Regions from separate parts of the Macaca mulatta genome. Here region 1 is linked to region 2. Evidence: chromatin contacts called from public Hi-C data. All regions are on one chromosome and are shown on one strand. The core of a region is the stretch at or near the end of the contact, and the rest is flanking DNA. Distances in the headings are between cores, read along the strand shown.

The links. A called contact is a pair of places that touch in the nucleus more often than the background predicts.
Region 1: a contact with region 2 is called in a Hi-C map of fetal cortex germinal zone, with 5 times the contacts expected there. The contact joins the promoter of PHKB here to the promoter of NETO2 in region 2. A contact is called at or near these places in 3 of 14 Hi-C or Micro-C datasets (cortical neurons, fetal cortex germinal zone and fetal cortical plate).

What each region holds. Positions count from the first base shown.
Region 1 is chr20:42,887,717-42,893,230 of T2T-MMU8v2.0, reverse strand. PHKB (phosphorylase kinase regulatory subunit beta) reads right to left here and starts at 1,843. Exons shown (of 32, transcript NM_001261044.1): 1 at 1,752-1,843. ITFG1 (integrin alpha FG-GAP repeat containing 1) reads left to right here and starts at 2,126. Exons shown (of 16, transcript XM_077987196.1): 1 at 2,126-2,344; 2 at 4,006-4,078. The coding sequence starts at 2,137.
Region 2 is chr20:42,584,658-42,590,070 of T2T-MMU8v2.0, reverse strand. NETO2 (neuropilin and tolloid like 2) reads left to right here and starts at 3,724. Exons shown (of 9, transcript NM_001266059.1): 1 at 3,724-3,775. The coding sequence starts at 3,742. LOC106995002 reads right to left here and starts at 3,464. Exons shown (of 4, transcript XM_077987197.1): 1 at 2,867-3,464. The coding sequence starts at 3,336. The coding sequence ends at 2,950.

The DNA of each region.
Region 1 (5,514 bases), core at 594-3,093, 310 kb before region 2:
TTATGAAAGGAAAAGAGAAATCTTGCAAAAATATATGTTGGGGGCAGTACTCAGGTCCCTGTAAGAAAACTCCGGTTACTCTCTGTTTAGATATAACCAATCCAATAACACTTTTATATCCAGATAGCCACATTGTTAGTAGCCAACTCAGTATTTCTATATGACTCAAAAACAATTTAAGAAAAAGTGTGAAACAAATACATCTAACTATTCCAAGTCACTTTATTGATTTTTAGTAGTACTAAGGACTACTTTTTGAAAAAATTACCTCATACTTCACAGTTGGTAATTTTACTATAACTCTGAGTAAATAAAGCTCAACTTTTTGTAAGGTATAAAAAACAGAATGTTGGGTGTATGATTTCTGAAATTAGATTTTCAGAAATTAGATTTACTTTCTCCAAATTAAAAAAAAAAAAAAAAAATGTGCACAACAGACAACTAAGAACTTCATAAATGGGAAAAGCCCAAAACATAAGGAGGACATATTAGCTGAGAAAATAATTTCTTTTTTTCCTTTTTTTTTTTTTTTGAAACGGAGTCTCCCTCTGTCACCCAGGCTGGAGTGCAGTGGTGTGACCTCCACTCACTGCAGCCTCTGCCTCCCAGGTTCAAGCAATTCTCCTGCCTCAGACTCCCGAGTAGTTGGGGTTACAGGTGCCCGCCACCACGCCCAGCTAAGCTTTGTATTTTTAGTAGAGATGGGGTTTTACCAGATTGGCCAGGCTGGTCTCGAACTCCTGACCTGAGGTGATCCGCCCACCTCGGCCTCCCAAAGTGCTGGGACTACAGGCATGAGCCACCGCATCCGGCCGAAAATAATTTCTTAATATCAATGCAAGTGCAAAGTTAATTTTCCTAGCTAAGGCCTTTCACACTACCGCCCCCCCAATGATGCAGTTCTTTAAAAGGGAAGCTCCTTAGTTGAAAACCTGTATTCTGCCTTCCACCTTTCCTGTTTAAGTACATGCTTTTTGCTCAAGATTATATCCAGCCAGCCAGGAATACGGGAAGTTTTAATCCCAGCTTTTAGGAGTCATCAGCCACAAGTGCTGATAATGCCACAAGTCATGACTTGCAGTTTGAACAAGTCAGTTCGGGACACTTGAAACTGTTAAAACTGCCTGCAAGGCACCTTCTGACCTCTACGCTTTCTGGCTTGGTAACCACACAACCTGGAACCACTTAAGGAGCCCCTTTTCCTTCTGAGCCCTAACTATGCACTTCAAGATCTGAGGCCCAGTCTCCTTCAATTTCTGCTAGACAGATGACAGGTCTACTGCTTAGAACCTGTGGGAATGTAAAAGGGATATAAGACATAAGGCAAGGAGCAGACGCCGGCTTTCTGCAGCCCGATCGTAGTTACATCTGACTTGATCTGATTAAGCTATCTGACTTTTGGGGAGAACATTCACAGGGAGGACACATTCCCTTTCCCAGGAATGTGCCGCCGCCAGATTTTTAAGTTAGAAGACTCTAAGGGAAGTCCGGACCGCTGCCTACTTTCCGAGTGGGGATCATAAGTTGAATAGAGTCGGGGGCACACACACAATGGAGTAGGCACCACCACCTAATTTTTAGAGGTGGATGAAGATATCAGAAGCAAGGTCAGGGCCGCCAACTGTTTCTAAGGGAGAACTCGGGGCACAGGTTCATTCCCAGGGCCCCCGCCTGCCTCCCACCAAGGTGCTTGAGGATGAAGCACCACCCCAGGTACTCGGGGAGGGGGGCGGCGCCCCAGCCAGCCAAACCTGAGCGCTTGGTCCGAGCTCTTCGCTCCAAGACCTTCCAGCTCACTTCGGCCGTGAGCCCCGCCGCCCCCGCCATCGCGCTCCAGCCGCCGCCTTGGCCACCGCCCCCGGGGCCGCCTGTCAGCAATGCCCGCTCGGCCACGCCCCCCGCACGACACTGTCGGGAGGCGCGCCTGCCGGAAGTGAGCGTGAGGGCGGCTTTCACCCTAGCTCCACTGTCTTTTTAGCGTCGGAAGGGCAGCCCTAGTGGGAGAGAGAAAAAGGATCCGGCAGCGGCTCTTACGCGTCCCGGGGCTGCTAGTCACTCTCTCGGCCGGTAACGCGGTGCTTTACGGCTGCCGTCAAGCGCGGCGCTGGGCCGGCGGGCGGGGGCCGAGGGGCTGCCATGGCGGCGGCGGGCCGGCTGCCGAGCTCCTGGACGCTCCTGTCGCCTCTCCTCACGGGGCTTGCACTACTGGGAGTCGGGCCGGTCCCAGCGCGGGCGCTGCACAACGTCACGGCCGAGCTCTTTGGGGCCGAGGCCTGGGGCACCCTTGCGGCTTTCGGGGACCTCAACTCCGACAAGCAGACGGACCTCTTCGTGCTGCGGGAAAGTCAGTGCTTGCCGGGCCCTCCCTCTGTTCGCTGTCCGTGTGCCCCTCCCGGTGTTCCCTAAACCCATTGCCCAGTGGCCGGTCTTTTAGCATTTCCTGGCCTTTCTCTCCCAGCCCTGTGGCCTTCCCTTTAGCATTATTGACAGTTTGCCCTTTTGCACCACCCTTTCCAACCCCAAGTTCTGACCCAGCCACCCTACAGTTTGACCTACCCCCTGACAGCACCCCAGTTTTTTGCCTAAGAAGTCTGCAGCCTTCTCCCAGTCACCCTTCCCCCTCCTCCCTATGGAATCACCTGCCTTCCAAAGTGCTTCCTGATTCTTAGGAATCTTTGTAGCTTGCCTCAACGTTCGCTCCTAAGGCCCTCTCATTCCATTCTATTTTGCTTCAGTCTTCCTTCCCCGTTGATGAACAGGAAAAGGTGCAGCTTGACAATGTCTTCTCATAGGGGGCTTCTCCTTGCCTCCCCACCTACCTAATTCGCCCCCCGCCCCCCCTTTGTCAAGGCCACAGCTTTCTTTGAAGCAAATGTACCCTTCCAAGGGCGTAAACACTCAACAGCTCACACAAGCATTTTGCAGGGACCACTGATAAAACCAATGCCTCCTTGGGAAAGCAGTCTCAAACTACAGAAATTTCTCTCTTGAGCTGCCTGTTCTTTCGTGTACACTTTCCTCACCTTGGTCATCACTTTAGTGTTCCAAATCTCTACTTTCTTTGCTAACTTGTTCTTGGAAATTATTTCCTTTGACCATCATTAAACTAACTTTTTTATAAATCTTAATGCTGACAGTGGGCATTAGGGGGTCTTAGCGTTCTTGAGTACCTACAGAAGTAGGTGCTGCTTAAAGATCAATGCCACGAAGGAAGGAAGGAAGAGCTACTCAGAGCTTGTCTGACAGGATCCTAAACCAGACTTCTTGGGGCCCTTGCCAGGATGCAGGAGCCTCTTACGGACCCTGAATATTTTCCCAATCTTTTTGACTCCTCATTTTGCAATGTACTGCCAAAAACTTGTTGCCACTCTGTCCAAACTGGATACAGAGAGTAGCATTGACTTTAAAGATGGCCTGTGTTTGATTAAACAATTCCAAAAGTCTGTCTCAATGAGTGCTAATTGAGCTCCAAGAATGTGTCAGCCTCTAGAGGATGGCCCAATAGGAGAAGGGTCTTGGAGGATTCAGCGTTTTATGCTCACATGCTTAATTATGTCCTTGTCAGATATCTACAGTGGGAGTCCCTGCATCTTTGGTGTGATGCATCTGTGTAATGAACCAAACAGCGTTACAAGAGGCAGCATTGCTAGATTCGGGGAAGACAAGTCTTGACATGTAGTATAGTTATAAGGCATCTTCTTTATATGGTTCTTTTAAGTCAACCAATCTGACTCCTTGCAGAATCCACTGGCTTCAGTTTCTCTTGATCAGCTGCTTTTTCCCATGTTCATCCTTTCTATTCCTCTGCTACTTTGAACATTGAACTTGTGATATAATGTTAGGCCTCTCCATTGGCCTAGTGGAACTATCCTTGAGAGGGCAGATGAACTGGAGTAGAATAAAAGTTTTCTTGTTGAAAACAGTGCCCAGAAACCTTCTTGTAACCACTGATGGGGTATCTTACCAAGAAACATTTTTCTAATATCATATATTTGTTTCCTTTAGGAAACGACTTAATCGTCTTTTTGGCAGACCAGAATGCACCCTATTTTAAACCTAAAGTAAAGGTATCTTTCAAGTAAGTACAAATATGATTATTTTGAAAAAACATTAGTCATTAATGTAATAATGGATATGCCGTAGCTGATTGGATTGTCTTTAAAGTCAGCCTTACCTGTAATGTTGGGATGCAAAACCACTAGTTGTGAGATATGAGTAGGAAGTGATTTTTTTGGAAAAATAGTGAAAATACCAAAGTTTAAAAATGACTTTAAAGAAATAAATTTAAGTGGATCCAGGTTTGTTTCTATATAAACACCCTTTATTTCCTTGCAATCTCATACCCCTTCTTGAATGTGTCTCGTTCTGTGCCTCATCTTGAGGGAGCAGTTACTCACAGTAGTCTCATTGTGTTAGCCATGTGTTGTGTTTTGTGGAAGAGTGGCCTATTTTGCAGTGGGGAAAAAGTCAGTGTTCTAATTTTTTTTGTTTAATTGACTGATAGATGGTGAGTTTTTAAGGTTGACTTGGAAAGAATTCAAATTTGGTTATCTGAATCTTTTAAATGTTCAAGTAATAGTTATTTTTCTTTTCTGTGGTTGGCATTGCATGAAACAGTGACCACTCCCACACCTCTACCTCCATGATAGTGACCCAACACAGTTTTGAAACTACATTCATTTGAAACTACAAACTACATTTGGAGCAAGCATTTGTGATAGTGTGAATTCAAGCAAGAAGAGATGGGTCAGTGCAGGCCAAAGGGGCAGCTTCCAGAGTCGTGGAACTTGAGCTTGACCTCAGTATAAGTAAAAAGTTAGATGAAGACTTTTAACTTTGGGGACAGAGCATTTATAAGAGATAAAAGTAACAACAGCATGTTGTGAATAGGAGGTAGAAAGATCTGCCTGACAAAAGTGGAAGGTACACTTCAGGGAGTTAAGGACTAAGAACATGAGATAAGAAGCTTTCATGAGACTGGTAGCCTTCAGAAATATCAAAAAGACTTTGAACGCAGTCCCATTAGAAGAGGGGAATCATCAGGTCCTTGTGCAAAGGAGAGATGATGAAAACAGTATTTTAAATTGATTTCCTTGTAAACTAGGTCCAGAATGAATTGGTTTATAGAAGATTACAAGACTACTTAGGAAACTGTTTTTAAAAAGTCCCTGTGTGGACTAATTAGTTCTCAGACTCTACAGTATTTTAAGTAAACTCAAACTCATGTTAAAAAAAAATGGCCTTGAACAAGAACTTTGAGGGGAAAGTTATAAATGGATAAACAGGAACTTATTTCCCTTGAAAAGTGTTCCTGGGTAGTGAATGTCAGCATGCTTGGAGTGGGGAAGAAACTGAAGTTGATGAGTGTATATGAGAAGTGGACTAACTGCATAGAGGTGATTTTTTTTCTGATTAGAAATTAAGGAAATTTAAAGGATGTAAATGGCATATGTTCTGATAAGTTAAAACAAATATTCCAATTAAATTTTTAATGAATGCAATGTACTTTCAAAA
Region 2 (5,413 bases), core at 2,475-4,974:
TTCCTGGTGTCTGTGCATGAAGAGACAGCAGGCTCTCTGATGTCTCTTCCCAACAGGACACTATTTCTTTCAGATCAGGGACCCACCCATACGGCCTCATTTAACCTTAATTACTTCCCTGAAGGCCCTCCTCTTCAAATACAGCCTCACTGCGGGTTAGGGCTTCAACATATGAACTAGGAGGGGACACAGACAGTAACAATCTCCAAACGCAACAACCTGCTTTCCTCGGCTGTAATGTAATAAAATGTTAACACTCCCAAACAACAGCAAAACAGAGACACAACAAAAATCTGTTAAGTGTATCAACAATGGCAATACAATGCTTTCTTTTAAAAAAATGGTTCATCAGCCGGGTGTGGTGGCTCACACCTGTAATCCCAGCACTTTGGGAGGCCCAGGCAGGCAGATCACCTGAGGTTGGGAGTTCGAGACCAGCCTGACCAACATGGTGAATCCCCATTTCTACTAAACATACAAAGAAAAATATTAGCCAGGTGTAGTGGCAGGCACCTGTAATCCCAGCTACTTGAGAGGCTGAGGCAGGAGAATCGCTTGAACCCGGGAGGCAGAGGTTGCAGTGAGCAGAGATGGAGCCATTGCACTCCAGCCTTGGTGACAGAGTGAGACTCCATCTCAAAAAAAAAAAAAAAAAAAAAAGATCCATTCTAGTAACAAGTAAATGCCATGCAATACCATTCAAGTACTACATGAGACTTAGAGAAAACCCAATTCAAGCTATAGGAATGACTGTGAGGAGCTGGAGGGCCTGAATGGATGCCTGGGAGACCAGCAGGACACAAGGAAAGCCGAGTCCTCAGTCACCCGGAAACTGCCAGGTAATCTGGGAACAGACTGGGTGCCACTGGGTGATCTTCCAGGAAAATAATAATTCAAATACAGAACGCCCGAGTGAGAGATATGAAAACTGCTTCCCTTTTGATTTGGCTAACATATGGCCACACAGTAGTCTCAGCTCTGATCTGTGCTTTCCTACATTCCTCGAAAAATCGACTGCAGACGATTCCACCAGCACATCTAAAAGGTAGGTGTCTTAAAAGGGAGCCACAAAATGAACATTCCCAGTTGGAATCTACTTCCAAGCCAACATTCTAAAGGAAAAGACTTTTTAGGTTTAATCAAAATAATACAAGTAAGAGCTTCTAAAGTAAATGTAAATGTAGAAGTATTATAGATCTACTTTTGGTATTCTTGTGGTTGCTCTAATCTCTCCCCTTTTATTACAACCTCAACTGCCAAAAGAATCTTCCCAGAACTCCATTACTCCACTATTAAAAGTAATCATTCACCTAACTAGCATTTGAGCACCTATCTCCATAATCAAAGCCCACCATGTCCAACCTCATCTTTAATACAAAACACAACACTCACCCCATGTTCTAGGCTCACCCTGCTCCCTGCCTGCTGAGCTCTTCTTCTGCCTCCTCTCCTCTCGCCACTCCAAGCATTTCCATGGTTTGTGTGTCACCTCCTTCAGGAAGCCTTCTCTGATGACATCACACACAGATTTTTCCTTCAGTCAACAACTTCACATTAAGAACCTACTATGTTCTTAATTTAAGAGCCCCTTATTTGAGAGCCCCTTCCTCTCAAATTTTTTCGGTTCACTGTTGTCTGTGACTTATACTTAATATGGTCTTCTTACTGTCCTATTCTACTAATATGCTACCTTATTATTATTATTATTATTTGAGATGGAGTCTCGCTGTTGCCCAGGCTGGAGTGCAGTGGTGTGATCTCAACTCACTGCAACCTCCGCCTCCTGGGTTCAAGTGATTCTCCTGCCTCAGCCTCTCTAATAGCTGGGACTACAGGCACATGCCACCACACCCAGCTAATTTTTGTATTTTTAGTAAAGACGGGGTTTCGCCATGTTGGCCAGTCTGGTCTCGAACCCCTGACCTCAGGTGACCCACCTGCCTCGGTCTCCCAAAGTGCTGGGATTACATGCGTGAGCCACCTTTTTATATCCACGGGAAAAAGTTCTTAAATGTTTAATTTCCTAATTGATTCTTGCACGCGATCTTAACTGTAGTAGGTGGTTACCTTTAGGAACCCAAACTTACCCATCTTTTATACCCCCATCCATAGCACACGGCAAAGGGAGAAACACCTGGGTATTAATTGGTGTTAAATATGTTTTTCCTTTGTAAATCTCGTGATTTATGCTTTTGTGTCTTTCTTGGAGGAATACAAAGTAAGAGAAAAGAGCTTAATACTTGAAAAATGTTTCGGCTGCCTGACATTGTCTTTCGCTACAATTGGTTAAACAAACATTTACAGAGTTCCTACTACACACAGAGACAGGCATAAACAGTCTATTATGGTAAGGCCTTGATCACGGTTGTATCTCCAGCACCAATCATTGTCTTTTGCACATAATTAACACCCAATACATATGTGTAGAGTGAAAAAAAAGAATGCAGTCTCCCCGCCTGCAAGCAGCTGATATCTTAATGGTGTGGGGGTGAAGGAAATACAAAGGATGAACAAATAAGTAAGGAATGTCATATCAGTGTAATAATCGCTATGGAGAAAATAAAGCAGGATCAAGAATACCACCAAGAGCCAGGCAGTTCTTGGCAGACCTGGAGACTCCCATCAGCGGGCGAAGCCGCCCAGCGTAGTGGCTAGCTGCTAAGAGGGCAGCCCGTGGGGAGGGTGCACAGCCCCGCCGCTCATTCGCTGTGTGGCTCTGGACGAATGGTTTCACCTCTCTGGCCTCGACTTTCCCATTCCCTAAAACCTACTTCATGAGGGGGAGTCTCAGGAGTTGGTACTAAAGTGTCCGTCAACCTGGCGGGCGCCGGGGAAACGCCGGCAGCGCCGCGGGTCGGGAACTCACCGGCGCGAAGAGCACGGAAAGCCTCGGGCTCCCTCTGCCGAGGTCCGCGCCTCCCTGCCCCGGGTCGAGCAAAGTTTTGACCTTCAATGGAGGTCTAGGGGACCAGGGGCCGGCGCCCCTCTGTCTGCGAGGGCTGGCGGATACCGCGCAGGCCGGCGAGGGCGCGGGGCCGAGGTGGGCGGCGCTTCCCGGGCGCCTCCGTCAGGCGAGAGGCCTCGAGGGCTCGGCCAGTTGCCCCGGGCGCCCTGCGCGGGCGGCTGGGCACAGGCCGGGCACTGCCCCGGCGCCCAGCCTCTCGGAGGAGGCCGCTGCGCAGCCACGGCGGGAGGCGCCCCCGCGCCCCCCCCCCCGACGGACCCCGCAGCCCGCCGGCCCCCAGCCCTAACTGCAGCCGGCGGGGAGCAAAGCCGTCCCAGGGCGCGAGGCCGCGGCGGGCGCGCGAGGCGCGGGGCGGGGCAGGTCGGGCACATGCGCACAGGCAGCGCGGCCGGCACGCGGCGCTCGCGCTCCCTGCTTAAATGAGCCTGGGCGCCCCGCGCACGCCACTTCAGTGGATCCTGCACCGGGGCCGCGGGCGGAGCTGCCAGCCAGTCCCGCGCCGCGCGCCCTCACCCCTCGGCCCTCGGGCGGTCGATGGGACGGGGCGACGCGGAGCAGGAGGCGGCGCCCGTCGGGGGGCTCGGGCCGCGCGGGAGCCCACCGGGGGGCTCGGGCATGGCGGGCCGCAGGACCTGAGCCCTACCCCGCGGGGAGGCAGCTGCTGGCCGGCGATGGGGACAGAGCGGGGCCACCGCCGCCGCGCCGGGCCGTGAGCGCCGCGCCGCCGCCACCGCCGCCACCTCAGCCCCTCGCGAAGCGCCGGGCAGCTCGGGAACATGGCCCTGGAGCGGCTCTGCTCGGTCCTCAAAGGTAAGGACCAGCGCTGGGGCCGCGGACGGCGCCCCCTGCGGGCCGAGGCTAGCGCGCCGCCCTGCGTCCCTTACCCGCGCCCGGGACCCGACGCGCCTCTTTGTCTGGCGGTGCTCGCGGCTACTCTGAGCGGACCGCGGGGCGCGCGCCCTGCCCGGCTCCACCGGCTCTCCGGGCGCGCCGCCTCCGACCCTTGCGAGTCCGGCCGACGTTCGCGGGCGCGAGTGGGAAGGGGGATCGGGTCGGGAAGGCGGCCAGGAGGCCCATGGGCCCAGGGGGGCCCTCCGAGCGGCGCCCTGGCGCCGCTTCGGTAGAATTCCGCGCATCCGTTTGCAAAGTTGTGAGATTCCTGTCGTGGAGCGAAGGCCTCTCTTTCTCCAGATGTGATGGCAAGAAGTAATTCCACGCGAACAATAAAAGCCGCGGCCGTGACGTCGTGCAGCCGTTTTCGAAGAGCTCCGCGGCGCCTGCACCTCGCGGCGGGGAACGGGGCCTGCCGGGCCGGCCGGGTCCCACTTGCTGCGGCCGCGGAGGCTGCGGCACCACTGCGGGCTCCGGGGGCGGCGCGCGGGCGCCGCGGACCCGGCTCGGCCAGGCCCCCGGGGAGCGCTGCTGCTCCGGCTGAGCCCGGGCGCTTCCCGGGACACGGCGCTCCCCGGAACCGTGCTCCTCGCGTTCCCCAGAGGTCTCAGAATTCCCCGCCGCTAGTGTTCGGTTCTTATTAATTTGTTGTACCGGGAATTAAAACAGTTGGCTTGCCAAGAGCACAGAGCTCTAAAACACACTCCACCCGCTTTGCATTTTCCAGGAGGCGGTAATTTAGATGAAAATTTATATACATAGATAATTAGGGATGGGATACAAAGTTGCTCCTGAAACTCGGACTGAATAAATCGTCTTTTCAATTTTCAGAGGGAAAACAGCACCACCACACAGTAAAGGACTTCCCTTTTCCCCCCTGCTGATTTAAATTGAAAGTTGACATGTTTGTAATGTTCTTTTTTGACATGTTCTTTTTTAAAACTATGGAGAGTACAGCTGAGGCGTTATTGACGGTGGCATGTGTAACTCAGCACTGTATCTTAATATCTGTAGAGTGACAGATCATGGTGTTTTTCCTGCTCCCTAACAACACTTTTTTCAAATTTGTTTTATTAGAAAGTTCAGTATAATTTTGCTTTTGATTTTAATCGGACACATTGTCTACTCTCCACTTATTCCTGAATTCGTAATTGAGATTCAGTAATTTAATTCCTGAAAAAGGAATGTTTTGTTTTACTCTTTCGTGATAAATCGTATGCACGCTAGGATTTCTGATCGTGCTGCTTATCTGAATTTTCTGCCGTTGTCGGATTGCGCTCTCACTACGGTAAGGTTGTCAGCATGTTACTGACCGTGCATCCGAGAGCAGCCCCCGGATGAAATCGCGTAGATCTGTCACACCACTTTACCTGCAGAACTTGCTAAAATCGAGCTGGATAGGGTAGAGGCTGGTAGAGCCTCCTCCAATGGTGAAGAGATTTGCACCGTTTCTGCCTTCGCCTTTGCCGTGGGTGCACACTGCCCTCTGTGGCCGTCGTGGTGAAGCGTTGAGTGTTGCACCTTTCAGGAAAGGATTCTGATGATGGCAGAGCTACG